Linked DNA regions of Gossypium hirsutum: region 1 is linked to region 2. A link is a contact called in public Hi-C data. All regions are on one chromosome and are shown on one strand. Each heading gives the region's core, a stretch centred on a gene start, on an enhancer-like site or on the middle of the called end of the contact. The rest is flanking DNA. Distances are from core to core; before and after follow the strand shown.

Evidence for each region. Hi-C and Micro-C count contacts between places; a contact is called where the count stands out from the background.
Region 1: a contact with region 2 is called in a Hi-C map of petal, with 1.6 times the contacts expected there. The contact joins two enhancer-like sites. A contact is called at or near these places in 5 of 34 Hi-C or Micro-C datasets (fibers, hypocotyl, leaf and 1 more).

The regions. Positions count from the first base shown.
Region 1 is chrA13:14,015,410-14,021,504 of Gossypium_hirsutum_v2.1, forward strand. No RefSeq gene overlaps it. Among protein-coding and RNA genes, the nearest start is that of LOC107894070, 10 kb to the right of the region's middle. Within about 2 kb of position 4,257, at least 3 of the 9 cell types and tissues checked have an H3K27ac peak or open chromatin away from gene starts, as enhancers often do.
Region 2 is chrA13:13,968,087-13,974,683 of Gossypium_hirsutum_v2.1, forward strand. LOC107894068 (a long non-coding RNA gene) reads left to right here and starts at 6,069. Exons shown (of 3, transcript XR_001683145.2): 1 at 6,069-6,597. Within about 2 kb of position 1,680, at least 2 of the 9 cell types and tissues checked have an H3K27ac peak or open chromatin away from gene starts, as enhancers often do.

The DNA.
Region 1 (6,095 bases), core at 3,007-5,506, 50 kb after region 2:
CTTTGTAAGGATTAAAATATAAATTTATTATTTTTAAGGGCCAAGGCCTTTGCTTGTAGAAATATTTATGGGTTGAGTGAAGTTATACCTATGCATGGTATCAATACCATATATAGTTTCCCAAGTCTTATCTGACCTAAGATAAGGATCTCAAATTTTATCCAAACCCACCCATATTTGTAAATGGCTGACCTAATTCTACTTAGGCCCACCCAATATTTTTATTTAATATTTATTAATTATATATTTTTTATTATCATTATATATTTTTATTATATTTTTAAACATAAAGAAATTAATATAATTTTAATATTTACATTATAATATATGATATTTAATTTTTCTTATGTTATAAAATACATAATTTACAAAATAAATGAGGACATATATTATATAAACTTAAAAATGATCTACAAATCCCGAAAAGATTAGTCCCTATAGATTATAAAATGAGTATAAAGGATACATTAATTTTAAAAAAAGAAAAGAAAAAAGAAGATTGAGTTTAGTTAGACTTACACTTTGAATATTTAAACATGAACTTGACTATATTTTAAACCAACTTAAATTTTTTACCTAAATTTCTTTTTCAATCTAATATTTTTATCTAAAATTTTAAATCTCAAGTAAATTTTAGAATTTGAATGAATAGTGATATGTTTGAATAGGTATTCCGGCCGTGCTATTATCTTTACAAACCAAACGTAATTAAATCATGCAAGAAAGTCAACTTTCATAACAAGTCTCCCTTGCCCCTGGAGAAAGAGAGGTGAAGAGAATGTGAGATATTGGGGGCATAAAATAATGAAACAAGGTTGACCCATGCGGGTTGTTGCCGTTGTGGGGGGACTTAGCCACTTGAGTATATGCAGGAAATAATCATTCATGGTGTGTGCCATATGAAAGTAATAAGCTTAGCTATGAGAGTCCCATGTCAGTGCAATGATTAAGCATTTGCCTTCATGTATGTGTTTTTCCTTTCATTTCTTGCATGGTCTGCCAACAGAATCATGCGTGAACAATAACTAAAGAAGCAAATTCATCATCATCATCATCGTCATGGCCCAAGGGGAAAGCAGTCAGCTCAAACCAGCATCACACATAAAACCCCATACAATTTACCAATTTTCACACAGATAGTGCTCCACTCATGTATCCAAACATTCATGTACATACATACATATATATATTCACACGACAGGTGAAAATATTAGATTTTAAGTTGGGATGTAAACCCTACTTTAAATTCTAAACTCAAGAGTTTAAATTTTAAATTCAAGAAGTATTAATATTAATTTATAATAGTTATAATTAATTAATATTTAATTATGTTTAAATAAAACTATTAGTATTTATTTATAAATTTATAATTTTTTGTTTTATTTAATGATAATGTGTCATGTTATTATTCACTAATGGTATATGAGATTCATGCACCGATGGTTTATCAAATATTATTTCATGATATATATTATTTTGGAGAGGTTGACTTCATTGGATGAAGTTTGGAAAGTCTTATCCACCGGTCCTTTCAACAGGTTGATAATGTCTTCAGGGGGGAGGGGGGAGGGGGCATCTCTGGCTCTATCGAGACTCGAATGCCTAAACAGGCCGCAAGTTAACAAAGAGAGAGCTCCTCATTGGGTGCTTAAGAAGGTGAACCATGAGTGTTGAGCATGGTTGGACTTGAACCCATGCCTTAGAGCTTATAAGCCATTTTTGGGCGAGTCATTCTCAGCATGTGTAATGCGCATAGTTTATCTTTTCAGGAACCCAATGAAATGTTCCTACTTTGTGAACCCACTATCTCTTCAAGCACTTGAATCTCGACAAAATCAAAAGACAAAACCTCTCTCCAAAAATAATACTGACTCGATGAAGAATTTATCAACTCCCTATAAATAATACTTCGTAAACTTCCTTCAATAGAGTAAACCTCCCTCATCGTATATGCATATGTACAACATACACTGTTGAGCCTGGATTTATTGACAAAGAGAGACTTTGGAAACTTTGAAGTGTGAAGTTAAATCTCTTTTGATTTGTTTAATAATACATAAATATATAATTAATTATAAATTATCTTTCGTATAGCTGTAATTTAAAAAAAAGAAAGAAAGAAACGCGAATCGAGTATAAATATATAATATGCAGAAGTTTGGGAGGTTCCTGCAATTGTGGATGATAATGTATATGGTCTGGTCCACGGATTTACACGCTTTAGATGGACCTCTCTTATCATAATGAATGGAGAAAAATAAAGGAAAATTTGATTGATGAAAGACAGAGAAAGTGACTATTGCAACCATAATTAACTAAGAAATATCAATCACTACTTTAATTTTTATTTCAGTTTAATTATAAATTTCATCTCTTTATTTTATAAATAAAAAAATGAGAGGTTACTCTTTTTTATTTTAATTTATCACTTTCGTACTTTATAAAAATTAAAAAATTAATTTATTTGGATAATTTATTTCTTTTTTAAGTTTGGATAAACTTTTTAAACTTTAATGTTAAATCGAAAACTTAGAAACAATAATTTATATGCACAAATTAACAAAAGTTAATAACTGGGTTGTTTATATGCACCAAATTAACAAAAGTTAATAACTCGATTGTTTATATGCACCAAATTAATAAAAGTCAATAACTCGGTTGTTTATATGCAACAGATAAGCAAAAAATAATAAATTAAGTTCATGTGTATGGAATGATGGTTAAAGCTCTTGTTGGACACCCGTTTGACATGGGTTTAAATCATATTATCCCCATTTCCTACCCCAAATATTGTAAAAAAATGCATAGGGATAAATTTAGCACCCAATGATTACTTATTTTGTGATTTTGGCCCTTAACCTTTAAATTTTAGTCAAATTGCTTGCTTTTGAGCAGAAAAATTGACCGAGCTGTTAAAATTTAACGGCATTGATGTAGCCACTAGCATAGTTGTCCACATATAATTCATAAATTTTCAAAAAATAAAAATAAATAAATTTCAAAAGACTTCATAATAATTTTTAGAAAATTTATCCATATTAGCAGTGAAGTATATGTAAAGTCTCACGTCATTGCCATTAAAATTTTAACAATTCGATCAATTTTCCTATCAAAAGACAAGCAATTTGACTAAATTTTAAAGGTCGGGGAATGAATTTATCTTTATGCAAAAAAGAAATTGATATATTTACTGACGATTGACCTAACTTTTAAATTTTTTGTAGAGTTTAATGATTAAATTATGAGGAATAGTTAGAATTCAGGGACTAACTTTAAAGATTTTAGGAATAAAATTTGTAATCAGACCTTTACAATTTAATTGCTTGAAATTTCATTTAATGTTTCCATCATATTATGATCATTATACTCTTTAACACCTTTCTTTTATTGATTTTAATTATCAATGATTAAAGTATAATTAAGATCTCCATTGCCTACACGTATAAATAAATAAAATATTTACTAATCCTATTTAAGGTCATCCACGTGGGAGTCTAGGAAACATTTTCTTCTTCTATGCTTTGCTTTTTAACGATAATTTAAAATATGTATTATAATTTTTAGTTTTCGTGTATGAATAAAATTTATAGTATGTCAAGATTATTGTGATAATCTGATTTCGTTGAAAAATTTGCATAATAAATTTAAGAATTTTGTATGCCCATTTTGTGGCTTTTCTCTGTATGCCCATTTTGTGGCTTTTGTAGATTTGGTTTTGGAGTTTTTGTTTGTTTTTTGAAATATGGAAGAAATCTTGGCAGACTTGCAAATCGAAAAAGAAGTGGAGAGTGGGGAGACTGAGTTGTGGGAGATTGAACAAGAAGAAAATCCAATGGAGCAATCCTCTAACTTTTGTTTAGTAGGTTGTTTTCTTACAGTAACAGTTATCAACTTCCAATCGATGCGTACGGTGATGGCTAATCTTTGGCATCCTATTGGAGGGGTTTCTATTACTGATATTGGAGAAAAAAAGAATTCTTTTTTTATTCTACTGAGAAGTTGACAGAGATAGAGTGGTTAAAGGGTCACCATGGACTTTTAACAATCACTTGCTTATTATTTCAGTACTAAAGGAGGAGGGTGCCCGTTAGAAGTGCCTCTTTATCATGCAAATTTCTAGGTTCAGATCCATAGTCTTCCTTCAGGCTTGTATTAAGAGGATATTGCGAGACAGTTTGGTCATTTTATAGGTTCTTTTATGGAGTACGATACAAAAGTTATTATAGTAGGGCTACGAAATCTCATGAGAATTAGAGTGCAGATGGATGTCCAAAAACCATTAAAGAGACGAAAGAGATTGCTGATTGCCAAGTCGAAGGAATGTTCTGTCAATTTCAAATATGAGAAGTTAACGACGTTCTATTTTTTATGTGGCTGATTAGGACATGGGCAAAGCTTCCGTCCGATTCGTATGTAACAAGGGAGTAAGGATTTTCCGATGGGATGGGATATTTCTCTGAAAGCTCTTCCACGACGAGCGGCTGCTGGAGGTAGTCATTGGCTAAAGGAATCCGGTTATGATTAGGGAATAATTGCAGGAGCATCAGGATCTAATTAAGGAAGTGATTGTAGGAATCAGCAGATTCCTAATTTGATGTGCAATTATAGAGCTAATTTGGGGTTAAACTTGATGGGCAAATCCCTTTCTCCTCAAGATAACAGCATTAATGAGGTGGATATTATGGAGGAATGAGGAATTAATAAGGAATGGCCCATTTTAATCAATGAAGGAAAAAAATTGAGGTCTAATTTTATTCCGGAAGTTTCCTTACAAAGGGGTTCTACTTAGTTACAAAGGGAATGGACCAACAGTTGCCCAAATGATGTTCAGCCGAGTATTATGAAAATCATAAACTGGAACGTCCGTGGACTGGGGAATCCACAGCTGGTTCGACATGTTTAGCATATGCTGAAGGAATATTGTCCCCATATTTTTTTCTTTATGGAAACAAAAATTAATGTGTACAGAATGGAGAGAATAATGAAAAAATTTGGGTTTCAAAACGGAATTGAAGTCTCGGCTAATGGTATTAGGGGAGGTCTTTCTCTTGGATGGACAAATAAGGTGGATATTAGACTTATGGGTTAGAATGATAATTGCATTGATGTTATGGTCACTAATAATCGAAATAAACCTGAATGGCATCTCACGGTTTTTTTACGGAGCTCCTAATGTTAGAGATAGAGTTGCTTCCTGGAATCTGTTAAGAAATCTCGGTCATAATTCTTTTGCAGCATGGGTTGTTTTAGGTGACTTTGATAAAATTCTTTCAAATCAAGAAAAATGTGGAGGGAGGTATAGAGAGGAGAAGCAAATGGATATATTCAGAGAGGCTTTGGATTACTGTACCCTCACGGATCTTGGCTATCAAGGACGCTGGTATACTTGGGAAAGGGGGAATTTTGAGTCAACCAACATTTGAGAAAGATTGGATAGAGGGCTGGCAAATCTCCGATGGTACAATCTTTTCTCTAATTATAAACTCCTTCATTTAGATAATTCTATATCGGACTATTGCCCTATTTTTCTTGATACAGATTCTTCTGAGGGTAATAGAAATGAAGTCAAAGATCGGGGTTTCCAGTTTGAGAGAATGTGGCTATTGGAAGAGTCATGTGAAGAGGAAGTTCAATCCCTTTAGGATATGAATAAGTATTTAAAGATCCCAAATCATCTCCATGCAGTTGGCGAAGGATTACGTAATTGGGCTTGGAGGATTAGAAGGGAGAAAAACCATAAGACTAATTCTCTAACGCGTAGATTGAATGCTCTTTATAATGCTCCCCCGGATGATGAGAAATTGGAAGAAATTATTGAAACAAAGCTCGATCTCAATCTGGAAATTGATAAAATAGAATTATATTGAGAACAGAAGGCTAGATCAAATTGGCTCCAGTATGGTAATCGTAATACGAGTTTTTTCCATAGTTTAGCTTCCACTAGACGTCGAATGAACAAGATTTCGAGAACCAAGGGTTAGGATGGCTCGTTTATTACTGATGAGAATGAAATGATGAAGACTGTAGTCAATTATTTTAAAGATTTATTTACTAGCTCTTGATAGAGTGATGATGATACTGTGTATGAGGGGGTA
Region 2 (6,597 bases), core at 430-2,929:
ATATAATTATTTGATATATTGGTAATGGATATTTTTAACTCTAAACACGAGATTAAGAAACTATTTGTATCCTTAATTGATAATTGAAAAATAAATAAATAACACACATCACGATTTTTAATTTCATTAGTAAAATTAAAAATCTTTATATATATATATATTCTTTGGTTAATAGCATGATTTTAAGTTCATAGCATGATTTTATCACCTAACGGAAGGATGAAATAATTGTGACTTTGAACTTAAAATTTTTTTCTATATCATTTTGGCCATTATCCTTCAAAATTAAGTCCAATTGTATTTTTTGATGAAAAGTTGACTAAATTGTTAAAATTTCTAAAAATTAAAAAATTATATAAAAGTTAAAAAATACAAAAAATAAAGAATTTTTTTTTTTTGTAAAAAAATAGGTGATGATGTGGTTTAATCTCAGAGTGCCATATCATTACACTTTAATGAGGGACCATATCGAAAAAACCTGTCAAGTTTTGGGACTAATGTTGGCCAAATAAAAAGTTCAAGGACCAAGGTGGAAAAAGTTACCAAGCCCAAGGATTAAATGTTGCTTTGTCCTAGAATTTTACATCACTTATGTGGCAACTCACATGGCATTCAATGTATTCTTCAAAAAATTTAAAAAAATAAATTTTCAAAAAGTTTCCAAAAAAGCTCATAATAATTTTTTAAAATTTATACACATAAGCAATGAAATATGTTTGAACTGCATGCAGCTTGCCACGTTAGTGTTGTTAAAAAAATAACATTTTAGTCAAATTTTTTGTCCATAAAAGAAGCATTTTAGCTAAATTTTATTAAAAGTTGAGGGTTAAAGTGATAAAAAGAAAAGGATAAGGGTTAAAGTGACAAAATGAATTAACATTAAGGACTAAATTTATCATTTTACCTTACCTATCTAATGTTAAACTTTGCTCCCATTTAGTTTTTTATACATATATATATATGTGTGTTAAAATATACTCTAAGTCACAATACTTTTTATACATTTGAAATTTAGTTCATTTAATTTTCAAATTTAAAAAAGTTGAGTCCAATGGTCAAACACGGTTAATAATTCCTACTAAATTCAAGTTCATTACAATATACATTTTTTTATATGATTATTAAGTGAATATTTTTTTTAATTTTAAAATGTTAAATCAATAAATTTGATAAAATATTTTTTTAAAGCATTAATAATTGAACTTGAATTTTAAACTTTTAAAAATATAAAATTAAACTTTTAGAAATAAAAAAAACAAACAAAATTTGAATATACAAACTTGAAGTCTATTTTAGGCATAAAAGAAATTTGTAAACCTAAATTTCATTTCTTAAACAATGCACGAGCATGAGTTAGGATGAGATTTAGAAAGCCAAAATAATGTAATTCAGTGCCCACAAAAAAAAATAAAAATATAGTTAGGCAACTTTTAGGTGGTAATAATGGTTCAATTATTGGGAAACTTGGGTAATGGTGCCTATCTTACGTATTCCCAACTTCCATCTTTTATTCTTTTTTATTTTTATTTTAATTCCCACTTACACTTTCTCTCTTATTTTTCTAGCATATCAGTTTTGGTTCTTCTTTGTACCCTTTTCCGACCATTAACACCATTAAACTATAAATCCCTCTCTTTTCCACTCTCATACATTATTTCATTTTAATATTATAATATTTTTAAAGAGCCTGGAGACCAAATTCGAGATTAATGTCAATTGAAAATTTGAATTAAGGATAGAGACAGAGGATAGGTAAGAGCTTTAACCTCTAAAATTGATAGAATTATCATTTAATCCCTTTAAAATTTAAGAAATTACAAATTAATATAATAATAAAATTATACTTTAACCCTCCAAATTTATAAAGGGTAGAGTTGTTTAGGGATCAATTCGGAGACCTAAGGGGCAAGTAAGGCCTTAACCATAAAAATGATAAATTTATCGTTTAGGCCTTTCAAAAGTTATGAAATTTTAAATTAATACAATAATAAAATAACACTTGACTCTTAAAATTTTATAATTTAATTTTTACCAATTCCTTAAAATAATTTTCTAATTTCAACATAAATCCATTGTCTATCATAATGCATAATGAAAGTGAGTCTAAAAGAAAGTTTTAAACAATATCATGGGTATAAAATTATATCCCAAGGGATAATTAAGGTAAAGAAAGTGGAAGGAAAAACTTGTTCATAAATTTTAAATATATAAATTGATTGCAATGGCATTTGGATGGATTGATGATATATATAATTGATGCTCCATGTCTTTTGAGCGTGCTTAAAGGATATATACACATCTACCACTCTTCTTCTTCCACTTGTTTATTCACAATGCGACCATATGAAATTAATATTGTTTTGAAAGAAACATTTACAATCCCCAAAACCCATTGTTTTGATTTGATGTAGCATCCTAGGGATGGCAATCATAGGTGCTCTTTCTTTTTCTTTTTGCGTTCATCTTAATTCAATTTTTATGTTTTTCACCTTGAAATGCTTAATTTAGATTTTATTTACAATTTTTAAACTCACATAATCTTTTTATTATTATGAATTTCAGAAAAGTTAATTTAGTTGTCCATAAATATATGAACTTGAATTGTTGAGTTTTGCTTGTTGCATATGAACTGTTAAATTACTGATTTTTATTAATTCCTTGTCTAAAATTGATAAACCTCAAAAATTTAATATTAATGTTTAAAATTTGGGCTAAATTCTAAGATTTCATAAAGTTCATGGACCAAATTCCGAAGTAGAAATAATTTAGTTATCAATTTTCATAAAGTAGAAATAAAAAACCTACCACTTACTAGCCATGTAATTAAAACAAGATGTAAACTTAAATTTAGCAAAAGAAAAAAAAAACAATATTAACGGTTGGACTTAAATTTTGTAATCCAAAAAAAAAGGGGATTAAATTCTTGGAAATACAAGTACATGGACTAAATTCCTAATTATCAAAACGTCAAGGGACTATATACTTTAACCACATAATTATTATCTCATAATAATTTTTAAAATATTAAATAAAGTAAATTATAAAATCTTATAAAAATTATTTAATTAAAATATATAAAAATAATTAATGAACCTACAAAACATGAATAATTAATCACTTGACTTACTCTAATGAATACATTAAGAAACCCAAAAAAAAAATTAAAATGTTATAAACTCTTATAAAAGTTTAAGAAATCTAATTAAAATATATGCAACAATTAGTGTTGTTTTGGTAAAATTTTCAATACGAACGAGTTTGATATAAACCCTAACCCATGCCCAAAAATTTTAATTGAAAACTTGCTTTGCCCGTAGACTCGGTTTTCAATCATTTACCTTATTGGATAAAAAATGGGGTTATTTTGCCATTCGCATTTGCAAGTATTTTTCAGTTTAAAAAAGTTTTGGTCGAATCATACAAAATAAAATCAACATCAATACAATTTTAAGGTTTGTTTATTAAACAAATATTATGAACAAAATTTGTTGAATTTATTTATATTCGTGGATAAATTTACTTATATTCATTTAAATTTAATTTAATAAATCCATTTAAAGCTTGTTTTAAAACACATTTATTATTAAATTATTATATACTAATAAAATTATTATTGGTTGTATATTTATTTTATTCATTTATAATATAATAAATAATACTTATATTTGATTATTTTAAATCTAAAAAATAAGATATATGTTTATTTGTTAATTATTCATCAACATTTTCTCAAATATGTTTGTTTAATTTAAATGAACAAACTTAAAATTACATAATTTTAAATAAATGAATGTAAAGAATACACGAATAAGTTTAAAAATAAACAAAATTTATTCATTCAAATTCAATTCATCTAAGCCCTAACTCTAAAATAAAATAAATTTTTTTATTTAAATTAAAATTTTAAAAAGTAATATCTAGAATTGTTGTAAAGTGTAGGTTTAGAGGTCGCCCCTAGGGTTGATTAGTTTTGATATAAACATAGTTGAATGTTATATGAAAAATAAAATAGGGTTAAGCCAAAAAAGAATGAGATCAGCCGCCATATTAGGGGTTAAAATATAAGATTACAAGCAATCTTTGCTTTTAAACTAATCTTCCACTGAATTAGGGGTGGAAAAGTACATGTGTTACTGTTGTTTTTATTTAGCTTATGATTGGACAACAAAAGAAACACTACTTTCTGCACTATATGCTTGCTGATTATGTCTGCAGAGAAAAGATAAAGTAAATCTAATAAAAAAGCATAAAAACCCTGGATTCTAAAGTTGCATGCTTTTCTTTTTTATTTCTACAAGTTTAGCACTAAGGTCTTTTCATCATTTTTTAACTTATTTATCTTCTAGGTTTCGAAAACTATAAATATTATATCACTTTAATTTATAATTAATGATTGATTTTCAAAGTGTAATTACAGTAATAAATCATATATATTACTAAGAAAAATAATAATTATATTTTCCTACGTTTTTTTTGTCAAAAAAATCAAAGGGTCAAACAAGTTAAGTTTTATTACAATTACTTAAAATACTTTTGGATAACATCCTTTTGATTAGGTATGACTTCGAATATGCCTCAAGGTTTTTCTACTTTTTTTTTTTATAAATTTTATATAATAATATAAAAAAATTAATTTTAACATAACTTAATTACTTAACTTTTTTCTAATTATAAATTTTAACTATTTATTTAAGATTGATTTGATGCAAATATATAATTCAAAAATAAATAATAATTTTAAAAAAAATGTAAATACTTTTTAATAATTTATTTTAATGATCTAAATCGTGCTTTTAATTTTTTCTTTACATTGATAATACATCAAATAACAACACTTAATTAAATATGGAATCCAATTCCAAGGTTGAGATCATGTCATTGCAAGTTATGTTAAACTTTTTGAGCACCTCTTTGATTTGGGAAAATTTCTTAATGGGATCACATTGTAAATTTGTAGAAAAAAAATCGTAGAACGTAGCTTCTTTTTTCAATTGAAAATTGATTCGAATCCCAATCCTATTAAATTGTAATCTTTTAGTATAAAAATAATCATCGTAATATTGTAGGAAAAAAATATTTGATTTCAAAATAGATAAAAAAAATCATGTTAGTGGTTTATGTATTTCAAAGAAAGCGAAATTGTATTGTATATGGAACCATGGTTTCTTTTACAGATCCTTTAGGAATCTATTTTTTTTCATACTCTATTTTTTTTCCCTTAAAATTTTGTTAAAGTATTTTTTGGATTATTTAATTTGAGGCCCCTTTTATTATTTGGAATAAAAGATTTTGACAAAAAATGACACATGACACTTTATAATTGGGCCACATTTCCACGTTGATAAACAAAGTAAAATTTTAAATACCAAAATAGCCATTTTCAAAATAAATGTACCATATTAGAAGATACTATAGAATACAGGGACTAAATATGGATTATCCTTTTTCATTCTAGGCTTTCCATTCTTCCCTCTTAATTCCACGTGCCAAATCATTAAAGTTAAGAAAAAAGCCAGCTGTCAAACATTGAGTGCCAAACATCTGCAATGCTCTCAATGTACTTTGTTTTTATATATGTTATAGATATGAATAATTATAATTTGCATTAATTATTATAAGGCAAAATATAATCGGACTTAAATAAAAAAAATCCTAAAAATAGTTAACATATGATGGAATTTGAATTATAATGAAATTGGAAAAGAATCTACATGTAGTGAGACTTAAATTTAAGATCTCAAAACTCTTAAGATATCAATCTTATTATTAAATATGCTTAAGTGGAAAAAAAAATCATATTTTTAGAATAAAAGAAAGAACTATAAATACTTTTTTTTGGAATAATACTCGCTGGATATATTAAAACTATGCCAAAACAAGCCAAAGAAACAAAGAGTAATACAAAGAAACAGAACGAAACTAAAAAAACCAACAGAAACCAAACCAAGCCCAAAAACAAGAGAAAGGTCCAAGACGAGCCCAACACACAGCAGAATGAAGAACAAAACCAACACAAAGCAAAAAAGAAAAAAAATAATAGCCCAAACCACAAACCAACAAAACGAAAAAGGGAAGCTCTAGAGCCTTCTTGCTCCCGCTGTAATCCAACAAAAATCCTCTTGAAAACAACAGACTCATGGGGAACCGTAGCCATAATTAATAAACGTCCATCCATCTATCAACAGACCACTCCAACCCCCTAATTCCCCCTTGAATACTTCATCTTTCATTGAATGCATTCCAGTAGACAGATTTCAAAAATAGTTTCCAGCTTCATCTCCAACCTTCTAGGCTCTCAACTCTCCTCTGCTCTCCGTCCACCTCCAATCTTCAGCCAACGCATCCATCACGCCAGAAGGAACCCGTTTCTCCAGATAAGTCGTCTTCCTCTTTATTAATCCTTCAGATGCAATGACATGTGCGACTTTATTCGATTCTCTGTATGTAAAAAGGAAGACACATACCTGAAAACCTAAACTTAGCCTTTTTTAGTCTTTAATAAACGCAACAATCTCTGATTTATCCTTTTGCTTCTTTTGTAGTTTACGAATCACCGACCGAGAATCGCCCTCCATTTCCACTTCCTTCAACCCAAGG